2 separate regions of the Mus musculus genome follow, and region 1 is linked to region 2. The links are chromatin contacts, called in public Hi-C maps. All regions are on one chromosome and are shown on one strand. The core of a region is the stretch at or near the end of the contact, and the rest is flanking DNA. Distances in the headings are between cores, read along the strand shown.

Region 1 (5,598 bases), core at 2,616-5,115, 290 kb before region 2:
AGGGGGTGACCTGAACCACACACTGGGCAGGCATGTTCAGCCTAGGGGATGACCTGTGGCACACTGGGCAGGCATGTTCATTTTGAGGCTTCCTGCTTGCCTAGCTAGGCAGTGGACAATTATTGAGCTCCTATTTTCTGCACCTTTATATAGAAAGTCTGCTCACTACTGTGCCATGTGATTCCAAGACATCTTAGAGGAGGGCCTTGCAGACAGCAGATGATCCTGAGTTTGAGAGCCAGTCCCTGGGGCCTCTCCTGGGCTCTTTCCCGGGACCTCTAAGTTAGCCCCTTGCTTCTCTCAGTGCTAGCAGTGGAGCAGAGTAAGGAGACTGAACCCCTGCTGATGGCAGCTGAGCCCAACAGCCTGGGAAAGCTGCTTTCTTGGCAGCATACTGCTATCAGGCTGGATAGTTTCAGACATAAGTCAGGAAGTCAGAAATGTATCAGTTCTAAGCTCCATTCACTTGCTATGTAAACTCTCACGTTTTTAAAATACCTGTATGTCAATCCTACAGGACTGGAACAGCCTATGGGAAGAAAGCTTATTTCGTCTCACCATTTCAGAAGTTTTGTTCTCTTGTCATAAGGACACATGGCGGAGGTCATGGTGTCAGGAGTGTGTAGCAGACAATTGTTCACAGGGCAGTAGACCATGAGAAGAGAACTTGACTAGAACCAAGGGTGGTATGACCTATGACCTTCAGAGGCCCACACTAAGGACTTATTAGTCCTGCAACCAGGCCCCAAACTCCTAAAAAGCTCCACAGTCTCCAAAATAACACCATGAGCCTGAGGTCAAGTTCTTGCAAAGTGAGGATGTGGAAGCCATTTCAGATTCCGACTGTAACAGCATCTATAAGATGCTTCCCTTACCTGGAAAGCAAAGAACAAACCAACTGAAGAATGAATTACTCACATGACACACTGAGCATACAGAAAGTTGTTGACATTTATGCTTCCGTATGGCCAGAAGATCCATGACTGAGGGAAAGAGAGACAAGAAAACACCTCCTCCCATGTTAAGATGGAAGCATACTTACTCTAGCCACTCAGTTTAGTAGGTATTTCGAAAGACAAGTGGGATGGCAGGACTAAACCCCACAGGGAAAGAAACACATATGGGGTCACTAACAGAAGACTGTGACCCGGGGAAATAAAGGTGCAGCTTCCGTATTTGTCTTCTTCCTAATCTTCCTAGGGAATTCACAGTTCCCGTTGTTGTTGAAACTGGGATTTTAAGATGTAAGTGATGTTGAGATGCCATCAGCTCTTTAATACAAGGAAGACTGAAGAGAAGGGAAGAATTCCAGGTAATACAACTTGGCATGACTTTGTTAACAGGCCAAGTTCTATCTGGTCACCTGCTAAAGAAAACCATCATTACATTGGCTCTGTTTATTGTGAGGGAGTCATGCATGGCACAGCTCCCCTGTAGAGGTCAGAGGGCTCCCCTATGGAAGCCAGTTCTCAGCTTCTACCATTTGGTTTCGAAGGTGAAACTTAGGTCGCCAGACTTGGAGGCGAGTGCTTTTACCTGCTGAGCCTTCTCCCCAGCCCCTGCCTGGTCACCTTTAGCAAGAGAGGATTTAGAGCAAATTAATTCTATCAGCTCTACCACTGGGGTGAGATGGGTAGGAAAATACCCATCTTTATCAAAATTTTGGCTACAAGGCAACCCCTGCAAACTTTTGTTTCTGTTGAATTTTTTTTCTTCACTTTAATGCCTTTCTTTGAAAATATTTAAAAGTCTAAAATATTTCCCAGATGATACAGATCTGCTGAGTTCTCAGCTAAGTTGCAAAAGCTTAATGAGATCACTTCTTGAACATAATTGTAACAGTGTGTCCCATGTATGTAAATCGGGGGTCCTTCTTTACCTTCTTCATGTGGCCTTGAGGGTACAACTTCTGTGTGTGTCCATAAGACTCCAATCTCTGAGATTCTGATGGCTTCCGGTTGTTCAGAAACTGTTATCAATAACAAACAAACAAAAACCCATTTATTCCTTGGGACCATCTATTTACAATGAAGTCACCTTGTGACTTTCTGGATTAAGTACAAATTTTCTCAGCCCCCACCTACTCCGATCACATCATCTACCCTCTTTAAAGTTAATTTTAAAGTAAGTTTTAATTCAGGTTTTCTCTACTACCAATTTTCAGTTCTGGTTACATGAAGCCACCTACCATACCTGCCTCAGCCAGGGTAGGTCTTCTTTTTTCCCCTTTTAATTGTCACAGGTTGCCTGAATTAAAGCTTCAAAACATTTGGGGGAAATTCATAATGATATTCCTTAATAATAAAGTCAGTTTTATTCATTTAGTAGCTATTATTTTTTCAGCTAATCATAGATATTAAAATGCTGTACTCCTGTGTAAAAAATATTTCCAAAGCATTGTGTGTTTGAGAAATTTCAATAGGGCGACAAAGCTGGGCCTCCACACCCTGTCCCAGTTGCTTTGAGGGCCTGGCTGCCAAAAAAATCTAAGTTTTCCCCATGGGAGGAGCATACACACATCCATCCAGGAAGGGCATCCTCCTGCCAGAACTCCAGAGAAAGTAAACGACCTGAAGGACGGTGAAATCAGGCCAAGCATTTACTACAGACAAGATCCGTCTAGGAAGCAGCGACCCAGTTAGTGAGGAGACGCTACCCTCATTCCACTGTGCTTTTATTTTTGTGTTCCTATGTGGGTCACAGCACAGAAAATTCTATGGCGAATTTTCCAGGGAAAAGATGGAAGTCACAACTGAGAATTGTTGACCCCACTTTTTTTTCTCACAAGTTGTCACATGAAAGAAAAGCTGAGACCATAGGGTTTAAAAACTGTGCTTGCCCAAATTTGGAGATTTTATAGATCGGGAAACATTTGCAAGGAGTTTGATTTATTGCTACTAACATTTTCTTTGGCCAGGAAAATGAACATTTTTAATTCTTGTCACCAAAATTCCTTCCCTGAGAAAGATGTAAATGTCTACCCTACACACACCCCAAATCTCAATGACAAATCAAAGTTTGGAGTCCACTAAATTTGACCTCAGGGGACCAGAACGTTGATGGGACTTATGTGTACAGCATGAGTAAAGGGACACTGACAGCAGCCCCAAAGCAGCCACACCGCAAAGTCTTCACGCAACATGGATGGTGGCTTCCTCATAGCTGCTGGATGGACACTCCCTTCCCTAATCTACCCCAGCTTGTATGCCTCAGCCTTTCCCAGACGCTGAGGCCACATGCAATTAGAGCAGAACTGTTTGTAAACGACTGGGGAAAGTGGCCGGACGCACTACTGAGAGTTCAACGACTATCCATCACTTCTAGGAAGTGATGACAACAGCCCTCGGTGGTGCACGCTAGCAATGGGTAAGGCTTATCTCAGGAAGGCTGCAGCAGTTTGTCTAGAGGATGGTACTTTACGCCTCTGATCTGCATCACTTAATAAGAAGCCGTGTTGGCACTCAGGAGTAGGGAGACTATAATCCTTACAGAGAGAAAGAGGCTATATCTTTTCTCAGTGGGTCAGTTGGCCCTCCTGCTTACGTAGTGCCTAACTTGGATTAGATATTTTGTTTTGTGTTCACTTTAAACCAAAGCAAACAGGGAACACCAGGCAACACACTGGATCCCTGGCGTTCTGAAGCTTGAAGATGATGTGAGGACCCTTCGCGAAGCAGCCCAGGCCTGAGCTGGGAGAGCGAGCTCAACACAAGTCAGAGGAGAAATCCCTGTGGGGTAACCAGCTCCCAGCCTGTGAGAGTCGATAGGAAACCAACCGCACAGAGACTGTAGGCTTTATTATCTGCCAGCCTTGGGAGTGGGCCCGGGTGGAGAGGAAGAGGGCCCAGAACTGCACCAGCTTCTTTGCTTCTCAGCTCTCAGAACTTGCTGAGCCCTTTCCAGCAGGTGGCAGAACACTCACATAGAAAATTCCAAAACCACCCAGCTTTTTTTTTTTTTTTTTTTTTTTTTTTTTTTTTTTTTTTTTTTTTTTTTGTCTCTCAGAGGTCCTTGGTATCAGTTCTTTAAAAGTTAGCGGGGCTAAGGGTGTGCTTAGCAAGCACGAGTCTCTGAATTCAATCCCCAACGTGAAAAACATTTTTTTTTTGTAAATGCCCGATGTGTTGGAAAGGATTCTGCATATTTTAAAGCCGCACTCACACTCCACCCTACAATCCTGGTTACATGATACTTTGGTTTTCACAGAGAAGCAGAAACTGCAGGAAGAAGCATAACACAAGGAAACCCTGGATGATCAACTGCAAAGGCTTGGATCAATACCATCTCCGTGTTAGAAACCCAGCGCGTAGCTTCTGCATTGAAAACAGCACTAGTCCCAACAGAAGCTTTCACTGTCATCTGTCACCTGTGTTTGTGGAGATGCAATTATAGTATATATAAAAAAAATCATCCATGGACTTGGCATTGCCTCTTTTTAAGGAGAAAAGCTGTGCAGTTGTCAAAGTTACACAGGAGAACCACCATAATTCAGTGTCTATTTCAGGTACTACACAAGGCAGATGGCTTGCTTTCTAGGACTAAGGATCTCATTCTGCAGTGCCCTGCCCTGAACAAGAAAGGTAATGGAAAAACATCCCATACAAAAGGAAAACCCACACCATGTAGTTCTTAAAGAAGCCACTGCAACTTAGGAATCGGGACTACGACTGTGAGCTTTGTGAGTAATTTTGAAAAATAATTTGAACTACAAAAGTAAGATTAACTGTGTTTCTCCCAAACATCCAACAATCATATCCACAGTACCACTCTCAGGCCTAAGTAAATGCAAGTCAGGAAATGAACCTGAGGGGTTGGGCAATGGTGGCGCATGCCTTTAATCCCAGCACTTGGGAGGCAGAGGCAGGCAATTTTTTGAGTTCGAGGCCAGCCTGGTCTACAGAGTGAGTTACAGGACAACCAGGGCTACACAGAGAAACCCTGCCTCAGAAAACAAACAAACAAACAACCCCCCCTAAAAAACAGAAAAAAGAAAATGAACCCTAGAATAAAAATCCTAGAAACACTTAGCAGCTTGAATTTGATTATTAGATTCATACTCCCTCTTCATGCTCTCTTCTTTGCTTTTCAGGTTCAGTCTGGTCTTCCCTCATCCCCAAATAATAGGGTCCCCAAGATGTCCTATGCTCTGTACTTTCTCAAATGGTATCTGCCTCCTGAGACAACGTTTCTTATTGCTGGAAAGGACCTGGCAGGAGCCAATGCAGCTGTTTCTATGGGGAGTGAAACTTGACCCTGAGAAACAGAGTCCTTAAAGCCACAGCTCAGCACCCCTAGGGTCAGGATTTACCCCATCATCACCGTCCTGTCACCTCAAGGTTTGTCATCTTCACCATTCAAAAGTACATGGCTCCATCATTCTTTCTTTAGAAAATAGCCCTTTGGTGGACCCGGCATTTGGGATTACACTTTTTTCAGAAGAGACAGGCAGGGCAAGCAGGAGACAACATCTTGAACTATATGGGTACTTTCCATTTGAGGAATCACGCTCTGCCGGTATGTGACTCATGCTCAAAACATACAAACACCAAGGTCTAAGCTGTGGTGAGCTGATCCTTGGCAGCTGAACAAACTGTAAGC
Region 2 (5,965 bases), core at 2,604-5,103:
TGTCTGTGCTAAGCATTTCTGTATCTTCTATGATAGTCCTTTAAATCCTGGAGTTTGCATTTGGAACTTATTTGTTTGAGAATACAAAATATAGCACTGTTTTATCCTTAGCTACACACAAGAAGTTTCATGATGCTTTTAGAGCTGATCTTGGATAACATAATTGGCTATTTCTTTCCTGAAACATAATTATATCACATATTTTCCTATTCCCTTCTGCTGCTTCTATGGTGACACCATTTACATATCTCAAGTGATGAGTCACAAAAAGGGGCCATATGCTTATAGCACATACTATGTGGGTTTCTAATCCTATTAACTAAGACATGGGCAATTAAATAAATTCTTATTCACTAAGTTGGAAATGCTAAATAACTATCTTGTTAATGAAGCATCAAATTTAAGCAATGGAATACCTAATGATTTTACCAGACTTTGAAAACTGATTTTATATAGGACGGTGGCTGAGTGCAAAAGAAAGCCCATTCCTCAGCTGCCATTTCAAAGGCAGCAGGGTGAGAGCGAGGACTGGGAAGCAAAGACAGAATGTGCATAAGTATAAAACTAGCTAAGGGACAGTAGACACAGTAAGCTACACAAAACCTACTCTGATGATCACAAATCTACAATGCGCATATAAGCCATGCATTTAACATGAATAGCAATGTCAGCTAATATCTACAACATAATTCTTCTGTTCAGGCTTTGATCAGAAGGCTAATGGTTAAGAAGAATATTCTGTCTCAATATGAAGATAAACCTTCAGAGTTGATTTGTTGAGTATGTCTCCTTAATCTAGTATACAAAAGTAATGAAATCAAACACTTCTCCCTATTAACACAATACGATGCTATTAGCCTTTAATTAAACCGCCATGTCTGGAAGTAGGAAGGTAAGAGGGAGTGCAGTGAACTAACTTGGCCAAACATTTTCCCCTAAAGACTTTAGCCAGGTATTGAATCATTACTTGAAATAATATCAATAATATTAATAAAACTAAATTATCAAGGTGCATCTTGTACTTATCCATCTTATAAAATATTTCCAGAAGATTGATATTTGTTCTAGTTAAGTGAGCAAACAAATTGCTTTTAAATTGACTGCGTCAAAATTCTTTTAAAACTGTGACAATCCTAGGATTAGCTTAATTTCCCGTGCCTATATGGATGGTCCCAAGACAGGGAAATCAGAAGCAATCTTCTTGGTTTCTTGTTGAAAGCTAGTGCTCTAGGCGTAAAATTTACATTTATTTAACTTCCAAGTGGGACGTCTCAATCTACAGTCAAAGTAGATGTGAAGTGGGCAAGCAAAAACCAACAAAAACAAAACTCTGTCCGTTCACAGAGACAGCTGTAAAGGGGCCCCACAGTTTACCACTGCCTTCCAGTGAGTTCCCATTCAGTACTAAGGAGCAAAAGCTGGAAAGCCTCCTCTAAATGTGCTGCCCCAGCAAATTTTTGCCTAGGAGATGCCAACCTGGCTTCAGGAAGTACATTGGCTCAAGGACCAGACACAGCAGTCCTAGAGCTGCCCATCTAAAACTGCCTCAGGGGACCTTAGTCAGAGGCAGACAGCAAGCAATTCAATAGAAAGGCATCAGACCAATTTGTTTTCCAAGTTTAAAAAAAAAAATACTGCTGATATTACAGTCTCAAAGAATCCTGAGACTGGGCCATCTGGAGTCTCAGTGTGGCCTGCTTCTAATTACAACAGGAGATCATGGGGGTACTGAGGTCAAAAGGACCTGCAGGGTCTTCTGTGGAAGGGCCAGTATCACTGTGTGATCTGTGTCCTTCCTGATGATGAGCCTCCCTTCAGGGGCACTTTTGGAAGGCAGTGTCTCAGTGCCTGGTATAAACTGACATTTGTTGGCATGTATTGGAACTCATAGTCTTGTAAGAGCCTCTGGGAGCCATTTCAGCAGTCATGGGGAAGTTTAAAAGAAAATCCTTTTGCTTGAAATTGATGTCCATGGCCTTCCTTAAGCATTAGCTCTTCAGTCCAAATGAACACATGCCTATTCGTTGTCTCTATCTGACTAAACACAGGTGATTCAAGCAAGACAAAGTAGTGGACACACATAATTAAACTTCACGCGTAAGGATGAGTGTTGTGTCTACACAATCCTTTGAAACTCGCTTCTGGGTTAGCAGTGTTGCTAAGCAAGAGGGTGTTTGCCTATTAGGCTAAGAGTTCAATTCCCAGTACCATGAAAAAAGGACACTACGATCAGTGAAGATAGAATCGTGGGGTGGAGTATCAAGACCCAAGTTTTCATCCCTCTCACCTATGTAAAATCTGGGCATGGGTTGGGGCACCCACAGTCCCAGCACTGAGGGGAGGAAGAAGACAGGATGATGCTGGGGACTTGCTGACCAGCCAGGCTAGGAGACAGCAGACTCCAGGGGTAGTGAGAGACCCTGGGTTAAAAAATAGAGCATTATAGAGGAAGACAGCAGACATAATTTCTGGCCATCACACACACACCCATTCACCCAAGCTTCCATTAAAAGTATTTTTCTCTTTTCCATAGAAATATAAACCCTTCTGTTAACAAAACTGGAAGGAAATAGGTGAACCCTACTGAGCAGAGCTGTGCTGGTTGAAGGACGATGCAGGAGGGCAGAATGTTGGTTGCTGGTCTTCCTCTATTCCCTTTAGAGGGTCTAGAAACACTTCTGTGGAGCTCCAACACCCTACCCAACACTGTAAAAAGCAGGGCTGATTGGATGTGGAGTAGTGGAGTTAAATAGCAGGTATAGCAACCACATGCAGAATAAGGGCATTTAAGTCAGATCTCCAAAATGAATAAGGTTAGGAAACTGGAGCCAACACAGCAGCCAGGTCCCTTAGCCAGCACAGATAGTGGTATTAACTGAAGCCATGATGGACAGGGAGAATAATAATATGAATGTTACACCTAGGTATTTGCATGTTTCCTGAAGGAAACATTAGCTACTAGATGCTCTGAGAGGGATGGTGAGGTTTGAGTTAGGAAGGTGGGTATAGGGGTGATACTCATGGGTGCTGCAGAGTGGAGCAAAACCACAGAGCTCAGTATGAGGGTGTCACAATGGGAGAGATGACAAGAGCTTTCTGGGAGGAGTTTGTGTGGTGAGGGATTTATAAGAGTACTTTGCTAGTGAAAAGGAAAATTCTAAGATACTGATAATATATCTTGTTCATTTATTTATTTGGCAAATACTTGCTGAGAATCTATCATGTGCCAGGTACAATTCACAGATGGACAAGAATAATTTTTGCCTGCAAGAAGGTTACAGTCCTATCAATGAGACCAAGGGGTAATTAGGCAATTAAGGGGACAGTGAGCAGAAGGTAACACCACAGAACCACATTCATGATGGCAGGAGATCAGAGGAGAGTAGGAGGCTCTCTCCACGGCTCCCTTTCCTTTCAACACCCTTCTAGCATACATTCCCTGAGGTAGGGACCAGAAAAGGAATGACAGAATTTCTAGGTTCCTTGCAGCATCATGTATGGACCTTGCCAATGCCAAGCAGTAGAAAAGACTGGAAGACTGAGCCAACCAGTGAGAAACTGAGCCCATTGTCCATTCAGGCTGTTGACTTTTCAGTAGTGGTAGTGCCAGTGCCTAGGCCCCAGCTCTGGGTACCATGCTGATGAAGACCTTAGCAGAGGCCATGTGAACTTCTCCCTTCATGCCTTCTGTGTTTTCTAGAGTTCCAGTTGTGGCAGAGGCATATGCCCTTGGTGGGCAAGCTCTGCAGTGTGAACTTGGGAATTGCTCTTAGAAGCTGCCTTCAGCCGTCCCACACTTGCAGTGATTTTATGGGCACCTAATCCTCCCCACTGACTGGCTTTTCTTAAAGCTAGCTAAGCAGTTGCAGCTGACTGCTGTTAGCTTTGACTAATCCCTAAGTGAATCAAAGGGCCAGTTAGTGCTAGCTGGAGGTGGTCAGGAAAGGCTTCTAGGAAAAGATACAGCTTGGATGGCTCTCGAAGGATGCATGTAATTCAGACAAGCGGAGAAGCAGGAAATACATAGTCCAGGCAAAGCCAGGAAGGTAAAGAAGGGAGTGAGGCATTCAGAAAGCTGTCTGGGGTTTACTAAAAGGCCCAGCAGAAGGGCAGACAGGTGTGCATTCCTCGGAGCCTGTATTAGCCAAGCGTGCGGACTTTTATTCATGGAACTTACTGGAACTTGTAAGCCAAGAAGCAATATAAGCATATTTGCATGCTTAAAAGACAAGCTTGCAGAGCTGTAAAATAGAGGCAAGCATAACTGGAGCTGGAGCACATCTGAAGAAGACGGAAATGATCCTAGCACAAACCACCAAATTAAGGAGACTGGCGCGATGGATGTCTCACTGGTTAAGAGAACTTGCTGCTCCTGTTGACTCTTGTCAAGGACTTGGGGTCATCCGTGTATGGAGTGGAAACTAAATCCACCTTTGGTTCCAATGTTTCTGTCAATGGGATTTTATTAATTAGTAATAATAATATGGGTTTGTTACAGTATTGGTTTACCTTAACAAGTATACTTAACTTCTCTAAACTCCAGCTGCCTTTTCAGACAATTCTAGTATCAACCTTCATGGTACTGTTAGAAAAGAATTAAAAGAGAACCCACAATTGAGTCAGTATAACAGAGTGAGCCCAAGGTGTGTACATAAAACCTCCTGAGATATTATAGACGTATCAGTTATCTAAGTATTACTCTATAACAGGATATTTCTGTTATTTCTACTAGAAAGCATAATTCTGGAACGAACCCCCAAGGATGCAAATCTTAGACTTTAGTGATCTGTTCGTTCTGCGTGCAGATAAGTTAATAGTATTTTATGTCTTAGGCAGCTAGTCAGTGCCCATAATTCAAATTATGGAGATGTGAGGGCCTCTACTACACTCTCATTGTAAACCATGGTGGGAAAGACACAGGGACGCAGTTCACAGACTTCTTTGATGTTTTCTCTGAATTACAACTTAGTGTTCACTCTCTAGGCAGGAGTGGATCACTTAGCCTGGGATGCAGCATGCGGACTAGTACTATAGAACCCATGTTGGAGGCTCACACACTCTCAGCTTGTGTGCACTGACGTCTGCGCTCTCACTTGTCCTGGGAAAATGTCTCACCACAGATGTATCTTGGGATGAGCAGGCTGGCTCTACCTTTCCCTCAGGCTTCCAGCAAAAGGAAATGATGGACCTGTGTATCTAACTGTCCTTATTCAGTGCATAGCCATTCTTTGTACCGCCTTTTCAATTAGAAAGGGTGACCACATGTGGTATACTCACCAGGCAACAGATAGTACACAAATGAAGATGACTTTGGGGTATATCTCCAGGAGTGGTGTACCTGGGTCCTGGGGTAGAATTATTCTCAATTTTCTGAGAAACCACCAAACTGATTTCCAAAGTGCTTGTACAAATTTGCACTCCTACCACCAATGAAGGAGTGTCCCCGTGCTCCACATCCTTGTCAGCATGAGCTGTCACCTGAGGTTTTGATCTTAGCCATTCTAGTCGGTGTAAGATGGAATCTCAGAGTCATTTTGATTTTCATTTCCCTGATGACTAAGTGCATTGAACATTTCTTTAAGTGCTTCTCAGCCATTCAAGATTCCTCTGCTGAGAATTCTGTTTACATCTGTTAATTGGGTTATTTGGTTTGTTGATGTCTAATTTCTTGAGTTCTTTATATATTTTGGATATTAGTCCTCTGTTAGATTTAGGGTTGGTGAAGATGTTTTTACATTCTGTAGGCTGCCATTTTGTCCTATTGACAGTGTCCTTAGCCTTGAAAAAGCTTTTAAGTTTTATGAGGTCTCATTTTTATTAACTGTTGATCTTAGTGCCTGAGCTATTGGTGTTCTGTTCAGGAATTTCTCTTCCATGCCAATGATTTCAAGGCAGTCCCCCACTTTCTCTTCTACTAGATTAAGTGTGTTTGGTTTTACGAGGTCTTTGATCCACTTGAGCTTGG

What was found. A called contact is a pair of places that touch in the nucleus more often than the background predicts.
Region 1: a contact with region 2 is called in a Hi-C map of rod photoreceptor, with 2.7 times the contacts expected there. The contact joins two enhancer-like sites. A contact is called at or near these places in 1 of 15 datasets of contacts at CTCF or cohesin (the NIH/3T3 cell line), 4 of 484 Hi-C or Micro-C datasets (embryonic stem cells, granulosa cells, pre-hematopoietic stem cells and 1 more) and 1 of 115 datasets of contacts at active chromatin or transcription factors (embryonic stem cells).

Annotation. Positions count from the first base shown.
Region 1 is chr12:52,636,313-52,641,910 of GRCm38.p6, reverse strand. It overlaps Gm35239 (a long non-coding RNA gene), which reads right to left. Exons shown (of 7, transcript XR_001780617.2): 4 at 1,880-1,969. Among named protein-coding and RNA genes, the nearest start is that of Gm23296, 35 kb to the right of the region's middle. Within about 2 kb of position 3,865, at least 55 of the 459 cell types and tissues checked have an H3K27ac peak or open chromatin away from gene starts, as enhancers often do. A contact at or near this core is called in rod photoreceptor, where this site is marked.
Region 2 is chr12:52,348,354-52,354,318 of GRCm38.p6, reverse strand. No RefSeq gene overlaps it. Among named protein-coding and RNA genes, the nearest start is that of Gm40423, 10 kb to the left of the region's middle. Within about 2 kb of position 3,853, at least 1 of the 459 cell types and tissues checked has an H3K27ac peak or open chromatin away from gene starts, as enhancers often do. A contact at or near this core is called in rod photoreceptor, where this site is marked.